Linked DNA regions of Hordeum vulgare: region 1 is linked to region 2. The links are chromatin contacts, called in public Hi-C maps. All regions are on one chromosome and are shown on one strand. Each heading gives the region's core, a stretch centred on a gene start, on an enhancer-like site or on the middle of the called end of the contact. The rest is flanking DNA. Distances are from core to core; before and after follow the strand shown. Region 1 holds the start of LOC123402257 (thylakoid lumenal protein TL20.3, chloroplastic). Region 2 has its middle 180 kb from the start of LOC123403729.

Region 1 (5,064 bases), core at 990-3,489, 770 kb after region 2:
AAAATATATAATGTGTATGAAAAATAAAATAGGCATCAAAACTTATATTTGGGAAAAATATTAATCATGTATTTAACAATTTTTAGAAGTGTATAAAAATGTACCTAATGTATACAGAAAATGTTGAATTGAGTAGAAAGAACACGAAGAAAATGAAAATGAAACAAGCAAATATTAAAAAACAAAATACAAGAAAACCAGAGGAAAACCGCTGTAAAAAGGGGGGGGGCCAAAAAGGAAAACCAGAGAAAATGGGGAAAGAACGAAAAAACATAGTACAACATTTTTTTAGGAAACTGACAAAGAAATAGAAAAACAGAATAAAAAAGAAAGAAAAAGAGAAAAAAAACAGAATCAAACACAGCAATGATTGGACTGGTCGAACGAACGCATAACAGAGAAACATGCTACTGGGCTGGCCCATACGTGTCGGCGCTTCAGGGGACGGGAGATACCATCTCGCTAAGAAAAATATCGGGTGCTCTAGCCCATTGGCATTATGGTGCTCCAGGACATCCAGGTGCGTCAGATCTACATGAGGTCCCGCTTGGGAGCTCTGGAATATATACCCCTGTAAACATTTTACAGGTATATTTTACTAGCCAACACTTAATACACTTGTAACCAAATCCGGTTATAAACCTTTGTGTGGGCGAGACATCAAACAATACAAACTGTCATTCGTTATCATTGTCGCATCCGCAGAGCTAGCTATCGTCGTTGCTACATCTGTACGTCACCTCGTCCACGTCTCGGGAGGTCAGCTGCCTGTAGTCTGACCCTGCCACCCTCTAACGTCCACCAGTGCTTGGACAGCCTAGCGGAGGAAGCTCGCCGGACAAAGACGGTGGAACCGCGAAGCACGAGGTGGCGATGTCTGCTGCATGAAGGAGCACGACCGGACGTGCTTTTCTCCGGTGGTCGGCGCCGTCGTGTCGTCGTCTGCAGCGACGGTGACGGCGAGGAGCACCCATGATCGGTAAGATGGTGGTCGTGTATATCGCTCGGAAGAGCAACGCAGCATCGACGGTCGTCGCCTTCCGTTTTCCTCGCGGCGCTTCCTCTTGTTCTCACAACCGGATTTCGACTCAGGCCTTTGCTGGTCTGTAATATTTTTACAAGTGTATCGTGTAGAAAAGGAGTGAGAAGAAATACAGGCGACAAGAAAAAACGGTGAACCAAGCACTCATTTGGAATACAGCTCGGGAATTTTACAGATGTAAAACTTACACCGTTATTGGATCCTGAAACGACAATCCAAGCCTTGAAGAGGAAAGATCAATTGACCGATTATAAGCGAGATATAGTTTTCGCGTAAAATACAAGCATGGGATGCCGTTAATAAGAACATAATGTAGAAGTTGCGGGCCAATGACAATGTCCTTTCATATTTTTAATAAAAGAAAGATGTGCTTTTATTTGTAGAGAAATGGCAAAGCTAGAGCATCTCTAACAACCGCCCAACGCGCGGCGCGTAAAAAATGCGTTTGTAGCGTGTCGATTGTCTGTTTTGGCACGACGGAGAGCGCTGGCTCCGGCGGCCGCTGTAGACTTTACCGCGTACGCATAGCTCCAACAGGCGCGCTAAAATGCAGCGCACTTGAGCAGCCGACGCTTGCCATATGTTGCATTTTGGACAAGAAATGAATTTCAAAACATCAAAACAAATACATGTCATAATTTAAATCAGACAAACAAATTCACGATGACATAAAAAATTCATGTCCACAAGTTCAAATTCATGCCCACAACATCATCCAACCAAGTTCATAATCCAAACGGCAGATGCGAAGCCAAAGCTCCCCGCGTTAGGGTTTGCGGCGGCGACGACAGCGGCGACATTGGGGTCGCGGGTGTAGGAAGGGGTGAGAGGGGTGCCAGCACGGGCGTCCATTGGGTCAATTTGACGACAACGGCGCGGGACGAGGCGAAGATGGCGCGACGAAGAGAGTGCGACATGGACGTTTGAGTGTGCGGCGCGCGAAAGCGGGCACATCAAATACACAACGTGCGAAGACAATTCAGACCAGGCGCTGTATACGCTTATTACGCGTCCGGTAAATCCTAATTATTGATTAGGCACGCGTTAAAAGATAAATTTTCATCGCGACGTTTATTTAGCGCCGGTATTGAAGATGCTTTTATGAAGTAAGGCGGAAGCGACTGTGGTCAAAAATACAAGGGCCCAAAAATGTGCGACCACTGGATTTTACTCCCCGTTCCCCGTGTTCCCCGTCCGATGGCTGTGCCGCCCGTTACGTGTTCGCGCGCGAGCCACCATCCGTCCACTCCCCACCTCACCCACCTCTCTAATCCGCCATGGCTCTCGCTTCCACCTCCCCTCTTGCCGCCACCGTTGCTCGGCCTAAGGCTCCCGCTTCCCTCACGCGCTGTCGTTCACGCCGCTTCCAGCGCATCTCCTGCCAGGCGACCACCGACCGCTCCGGCGGCGGCAATGCGTCGAATACGTCGCCGGCGCCGCCGAGGTGGCGCGTAGCGGTCTCTGCAGCCCTCGCGGCTGCCGTAGTCGTAGCGATGCCTGCCAACGCAGATCTGAACAAGTACGAGGCGGATCAGAGGGGCGAGTTCGGCATCGGTTCAGCCGCGCAGTTCGGCAATGCGGACCTCAAGTACCACGCGCCACCTGCATCTTTCCGTCTCTTGTTCCCAGTTGCTCGTTTTCCTGCACCGGGTCGCTGATGCTGCCCTCTTATGTGGTTTTGCAGAAACACTGTGCATGTTAACGAAAACTTCAGGTTGGTGTCTAATTTATTTTTTAAAAGTTCCATTCTTAAACTTATCTGTATCTGCTGCTGGCAGGTAATTTTCTAATGAAGCAAATAGAAGTTCCAAAAATGAAGTTTCCCAGTAACATTCTATTTTGCTTGTTTTGTGACTTCTTTTTGTGGAAGTGTACTTTTTTTTGGAAACGGAAGTATACATATAGCAAAAGGGCCCGTGAGTTGCAACGGGGAAAAAAATACCACACGCTTTTAATCTTTTTATAATCATTTTGATTTATTAAAATAATAAGCTAACTAACTAATGTAGTCAGTCCTATCCTATTTTGTTGAGAAATCAATCTGTCCATTGTTAATTCCACCATGATGAGAGATTGAGCGGGACAAGCAAAGCAAAACAAAGAGGCTACGTGAATTGATCAATGGACTGTTATCTTATTTCATTCATGGGGTAGAGAATGTGGGATCAGATGACAAACTCAAGGTGGTGTTCCATTTTCTCTCTACAACAATGCAATCTTACATTCAATACATTCATTCATCAGCAAACAAATTCCCACAAAACAAAATTTCTTGCCGGTGCTTGGCACATGGTTGGAGGCATGGGGAGGGGATCTCACCAGATGATGAGTTCCTGTCGGAGGAGGGGATACGGTGAGGGGAGCAAGGGTTAGGCGCCTCTATCTGTCCATAAGGAGTCGCCGTTGCCGCGCCATAACCTCGGAGTTCCCCGTGTGAGCCATGGAGGCCGCCTCCGCCTGCAAGTACTTCGCTACGCCGCACCGCCGCCGTTCTGCATCGAGCAGACGCATCATCCCAAGTCGTTATAGCTGTCGCATTGATTTGATCCAGAAGTTGTGCTCGAGCGCCGAAACGGGGGCAGTAAGCGGGCAAAGGTACGACCGCGGAGGCGGGTGGGTTAAGATCGGCAACGGTGATGGTTGAGGTCGGCCGCGGCGACGAGTGGTGTGGCAGCGGCCTGGGCACACGCCAGGGTGGACAAGGGTCGACGCGATGCGCTCGAGCGCCGCAACGGGGGAAGTGAGCGGGGAGAGGTACGGCCGCGGAGGCGGGGTGGCGGTTGAGGTCGGCCGCGGCGGCGGCCTGGGCACATGCCAGGGTGGCCCAGGGTCGACGGGAGGAGGCGATGCGTATGGGCGTAATTTTTGCAGCGAATCATTTTTTCCTTTTACGTTGCAGATAAATGATGGAGCGTGGGTTGAATAACAAAAATTACAGGGGCTTTTTAAAAAAAATGCCGCAGTGGGTTTTCCGACGGAAGCAATAGCCTCTTTATTATTATTATATATATATATATATATATAGGTATAGGTATAGATTTATGCATCCCAGAAAACTTCAGAGTAGATACTTGTGCACCCCAAATATGACATCCTTGTTTTTAAGATACTGTATTCTATAAAATGTATTTGAAGCTATCTTGCTCAATCTTGTATCGTCATACTCGTGTTGTCGGTGGAAAGTCACATTCTTTGGACCTTAGAGCCTAGGTGGACGGTGCATTCTGAAACATTGGTGATTGGTTTGTCTGTCTTGCCAATTCGTTTGTCCTTCTAGTGACCTCTCTCTATAAAATTTGCTTATAATGGAGGAAGGGCGTTCCAAATGTTCAACTAAATTAACTGGAAGTCCGCATCAAAATCCAAATGGTGTGCATTTACATGCATGTTCGAGAAAAATAATATGAGCTGCAGCAATAAGCTGTGTTTAGTGAAACAATTTAGCTGTTATTATGATACTTATCTTAACTTTTTTTGTCAGCACGGATAACTGAAATAATACTCCCTCCGATCCAAATTAATTGTCGCACATTCAGTACAACTTCAGTACAAAGTTATACTAAGTGTGCGTCAATTAATATGGATCGGAGGGAATAGTAGGTTTTGCTATTCATCGTTTTGCCTCTACCTAAGACCTCAGTTATTAATGTAGGCGGGCGAACTTCACATCTGCTGATATGAGGGAATCAGATTTTAGTGGTTCCACATTCAATGGTGCCTATATGGAAAAGGCTGTTGCTTTCAGAGCGAATTTCACAGGCAAGTGTTCTCTCTTGTGGAGATGTTAACCGTCCTCCCAAAGGTTATTATACTTGATATGTGCAATGTCCTCAGTCCACATAATTAATACCTTTCTATAGTCGTCAGTGGTCCTCTGGTGTGTCTCATCAGGAAGAACACTTCACTTCAGTAGAGATATTTTAGATCGCTTTAGCTACTACACTCACAAGCAACTCCACTATTTGTTCCGAGTATAAACTCAGCGAAGAAAGCTAACTATCGAGTTCATTGTCTTTTTCTCC
Region 2 (5,371 bases), core at 2,004-4,503:
AATGATAATATATCAGCATGGAACAATAAAAAATTATACATACGTTGGAGACGTATCAGGGAAAAGATAGATACCATGGTGCAATCAAATGAGTTGATGTTGGTGAAGACATTGGAGGCCAAGAGAGAATTGGCGGAGAAGAAGGCACGAGAGAAGCAAGAGAAGTGGCAATTGCTCAACGACGAGGGGTTGTGCAAGGCGGCCACTTAGGAGAGAAGAGTCTTTGCGGATGAGATGAAATCCATGGCCAAGCTTCTTGCCGAGGAGAACAAGATCATGACACTGAACCGCGATGACATGGACGACATCACCAGAGAATGGCATGATATGGCAAGGAGACACATCTTGAAGAGGAGGATGGTAGTGACAGTCGGTGGGTGTTTCGGTGTCGGTGATGTTTTCCCTTCACGAGTTGGAACTAGTGCCGCTGATGCTTTCAGTTCACCCGGCTATGCTTTTGGTGCCGGAGTTGGAACAAGTGCGGGTGATGAACTCGGAGGCGGTGATGGCACTGATGGCGATGGTGCGGAGTGAAGATCATGACAACGGGTGAAAAGCAACCAAGATGATGATGGACGTGGTCGTTTCTTTTGCATGAAATCCTTGTGCGTTTGTCGTAGGAAACTATGCTTTTATTTTTCGAATTTGAACTCAACCGTCGGAACCATCGTCAAATTGGCTAATATGGGGGTTTTGGTTTGCGGAGCGAAGCAGGCTATGACCAAATATGTTGTACAGAAGTTTTGCGGGTCGGTGTTGGAAATATGCCCTAGAGGCAATAATAGAATAGTTATTATTATATTTCCTGTTTCAAGATAACCGTTTATTATCCATGTTATAATATTATTGAGCGGAAACACAAATACATGTGTGGATACATGGACAAAATAATGTCCCTAGTAAGCCTCTAGTTGATTAGCTCGTTGATCAAGGATGGTTAGTGTCTCATAGCCATAAACAAGTGTTGTCACTTGATAATGAGATCACATCATTAGTAGAATGATGTGATGGACAAAACCCAAACTATGAACGTAGCATATGATCGTGTAAGTTTGTTGCTATTGTTTTCTGCATGTCAAGTATTCATTCCTATGACCATGAGATCATGTAACTCACTCACACCGGAGTAATGCCTTGTGTGTATCAAACGTCGCAACGTTACTGGGTGACTATAAAGGTACTCTACATGCATATCCGAAGGTCTCCCTTGAGTTACCATGGATCAAGACTGGGATTTGTCACTCCGTGTGACGGAGAGGTATCTCGGGGCCCACTCGGTAATACAACATCACATACAAAGCCTTGCAAGCAATGTGACTAAAGAGTTAGTCCCGGGATCTTGTATTACGGAACGAGTAAAGAGACTTGCCGGTAACGAGATTGAAATAGGTATGAAAATACCGGCGTTCGAATCTCGGTCAAGTAACATACCAAGTAGGATTGGAGAGGAGTCCTAATCCAAGTAGGATTGGAGGAGGACTCCTCCCCTCCTAGTTCGACCGAGCCCAATGAAGGCTCCCTTGGTGCGCAAGCCTGCCCCCTCCTTCCTCCTATATATACTAGAGGTTTGAGGGTTTTTGAGACACAATATTTAGCCACGTGCTACCCCCTCCTTTAGTTCGTAGTTCTTCCTCTAGATTGGATTTCTGCGGTGCTTAGGCGAAGCCCTGCAGGAATAGATCGCCACCATCACCGGCGCGTCGTCATGATGCTGGAGAACTCATCTACTTCCCCATCTCTCTTGCTGGATCAAGAAGGCGGAGATCGTCATCGAGCTGTACGTGTGCTGAATGCGGAGGTGTCGTCCGTTCGGTGCTAGATCGGGATGGATCGTGGGACGGCGACGATTTGGATCGTGAATACGCTCCACTACATCAACCGCGCTTCTTAACGCTTCCCGCTTAGCGATCTACAAGGGTATGTAGATCTGATCTCCCTCTCGTAGATGATCATCACCATGATATGTCTTCGTGTGTGTAGGAATTTTTTTGTTTCCCATGCAACGTTCCCCAACAGTCGGTGTTTTACGAGGTTTGCTAGAGCTGCTTTAAGGCGGCGGAAGCCATCAAACTGTGAACCTGATTCGCTGCAAATGCTACGCATACGAGTCTGCTGCGGGGTGCTCCTATGTTTTTTTTGAGCCGTAAAACCAACATTTATAGACTAGGAGTACGGTTTACACGAATAACAAAAGGATCATGGGGAAGACCCAGCCACAAGTGGCGACCAACATCTAAACTAGAAGCAAATTTTGCTAAATTGTGAGCATCAAACATTCCTCTCGCGGCCTTCAAAGATAAACTCGCATCTATTGAAATCTCGAGCTTGGGCTCCAATCTCCTTGATAATAGCACTCTATTTCCCTTCCGTTTCAGTCTTAATAGCATCGAAGTGTCAACGTTTTGTACAGAGATGGCAAACGTGGGCCGGCCCATTTAGCATTCCCGAGATGAAAAAAACCTAAAAAAGCAATAACACTCGTGTTGGGATTGGAACGGTGACCGAACGGTCTTAAGCGCTACGCTAGCAGTTGTGGCAAACTAGCTGTTGTGCTAAATGTGCATCACCAAAATAAAAGAAACAACAACCACAACGATAAAATTTAATGTTTGCTAAAAAAATACCAATATTGCAAACGGGAACTTTTTTCAAACTACGAACAATTTTGTAACAAATACAAGTTTTTTTGTAAAAAATGTAATAAACATTGGAAACAATAAAAAATTCTCAAAATTCTGAACAATTATTTTAAAACTCAAAAATTTCATGAACTCGCAAACAAAAGATTTAAATGTAAACATATTTTGAATTTTTGAACAAAACTGTAAGGCTAGAACATTATTCAAACCCTAAACATATTTTAAAATTTGTTAACAAAAAAAGCGAACTTTTTTAATTACAGAACAAATTTTCAAATTCATTTTTTTATAAAACTATGATTTTTTTTTGAATTGTGAACTAATTTGAAACTGTAATTATTTTTCAAATAAAAGAAATAAACAAGAAAATAAAAAAGAATAAAAACAAGAGAGAAAAATAAAAAATAAAAAAGAGAAAAAAAAGTAAATGAAACTGAAAAAAAGGATTCAAGAACATTTAGAAGGTTCTCAAAACCAGAAAAAACCGACTGGAACCCTTTTAATGGGCGGCCCCTTCTCGATGGATCCCTTTATCAGCAAGTTTGTTACCCCGACAACTTGACGCAAAATGCGTCAAATAGCATTTTCCTTTGCTTCCTGTCGGGAGGTCCTATACGGCGCCTTCTGCGCCGGTTAGCCAAACCAGCGCCTGCAGCGCTCCTTCTCATGGGCCGGCTCATATAGAATGTGTTGGCCTTTAATCGAAAAAAACTTTATATAATTTTTTAAAAAATCAGATATGTAAAAAAAGTTCAACGATTATAAAAAAAATCATTGATTTCTGAAATATGTTTATTTATTTTCAAATGAATTACAGAATTCGACAAAAAATCATTCATTTTCACAAAAAGTGCATCGGTTTTTAAAAATTATTCATCAATTTCTTAAAGTAATTCAGTGATTTTGAAAAAAGTTCAGGAATTTTAAATTATGTTCATTGATTTTCGGAAAATTTCATTGTTTTCAAAAAAATTCATTAACTTCCAAAAAAGTACACCGTTTTTCAAAAAAGTTAATTGATTTGGAAAAAAGTTCGCGGGCTAAAGTACAGATCAGATATCTACATGGACCGGCCCATGTCGGAGCGCTGCGGGTGCCGGTTAGCAAAATTTGCCTTTAACCGACGTCTGTGGCGTTAAATAGGGTGTCCCGTGCGTAGTACTATAAGTTTGTCTGTGACGCTAAATAGGGTTTCCGTGCGTAGTAATATGTTGTTCGTGAGTGTTATGGGTTGCAATAGTATAATTCTGTTTTTTTGCTCCAGACGTGGGCGGGACACGGCCCAATCAACCTTGCTGAAGCTCCGTCAGTGCTTACCTTCATCAAAAGCTAAGAAAGACCGATGAAAAACATCAACACGGAAAAAAAACATCTTGAAAGTCAAAAACGCGTGCGGAAAAATAAAAAAAAACACCCAAAGAAAACGCTCAGAGCGCAACATGCGGTGGCAGTTGACAACGCATCAAATGATGACGTCTGAAAGTGATAGTTAGGAGGCTTTAAAAAAAAACGCTCGCCAACTAATTGCTTTGAGGGTCCCTGATTAACCATGTTGATCAAACGCATGCGCACTCCACTTCAATGTTGTGTACGTTTGCCCTGGCCCAACCTTCTCCAACGGCCTTTTTTTTCTTTTTCATTCCGCTTTTTTTCTCCTTTTTCATTTCTTTTTTTCTTTTTCTTTTCTATTTACTGTATCATTCAATTCAATTTTTTATTTTGCCAATAATTTTCAAATTTATAGATATTTTAAAACAGTAAAATGTATTGGAAATTCATGAACATTATTTTAAACCATATATATTTTTCTAAAAATTCAAGAACATTGCTTTCAGATTTTTAACATTATTTCGAAACTCATGACATTGTTTTCAAAACACATTTACATTTTATTAAAATATTAAGCATTGTTTTCAAATTTCGAAATTCCTAAACAATTTTCGCTTTCTCAAGAAGTTTTAGAAAGTTAAGAAATATTTTTATAAAATTACGAATATTTTACAAACACACGACCATGTTTTGAATAAGCAGCAATTTTGCTCATTTTTGTACTTTTTCCGAATTTCTGAATATTTTTGAAACTGTTGGACTATATTTAAATATACAAACGTTCCTTTAAATCACCTAGAAATATGTTTAAAATTCTAACTTTTTATAATACGTGAACATTTTATCATTTCTTCAAAATATGTTTAAAACTCTAACTTTTTTGAAATTTGGGAACATTTTTTAATATTGAACTATATTAAAGAATAATAATAAAATAATGTAAAAATGAAAAAGGGAAATAAAATACAAAGCAAGTCCAGCGCCACAACAGGCCGGCCAAAATTACCCGCCAGTGAAAGGAGGATGCGCGCTGGATGGTGCGAGGGCAAACCGGGGACCTCCTATTTGCCGCTAACTGCGGCAAAGAGGTGGAATTCTTATAGAAGGCGAGTAACTTGGGCTGGCCCATTCGCTCAGCTTGACGGAATGAAAAATCGCAAAAAATGATTGTGCAATACTTGGGAATCTAACCCTCGACCTGCAATAGACGCCTGCAATGCACTAGCCACTGCACTAGGCAACCTACTTTCAAACAATGGCAGCGCTAGTTTTAAAGAACAATAGGCAACCGTGAAAAATAAAACAGTGAAAAAGTGAAACTTTTTTCAAAATCAAACTATTTTTACAAAACTTGATTGTTCTTTAATTTACAAACTAATTTCGAAAATATAGAACATTTTATA

The links. A called contact is a pair of places that touch in the nucleus more often than the background predicts.
Region 1: a contact with region 2 is called in a Hi-C map of seedling, with 9 times the contacts expected there. The contact joins the promoter of LOC123402257 here to the enhancer-like site in region 2. A contact is called at or near these places in 3 of 6 Hi-C or Micro-C datasets (leaf and seedling).

What each region holds. Positions count from the first base shown.
Region 1 is chr6H:396,959,631-396,964,694 of MorexV3_pseudomolecules_assembly, forward strand. It overlaps LOC123402257 (thylakoid lumenal protein TL20.3, chloroplastic), which reads left to right and starts at 2,240. Exons shown (of 6, transcript XM_045096151.1): 1 at 2,240-2,630; 2 at 2,727-2,756; 3 at 4,695-4,801. The coding sequence starts at 2,320.
Region 2 is chr6H:396,190,873-396,196,243 of MorexV3_pseudomolecules_assembly, forward strand. No RefSeq gene overlaps it. Among protein-coding and RNA genes, the nearest start is that of LOC123403729, 180 kb to the left of the region's middle. Within about 2 kb of position 3,254, at least 3 of the 3 cell types and tissues checked have open chromatin away from gene starts, as enhancers often do. A contact at or near this core is called in leaf and seedling, where this site is marked.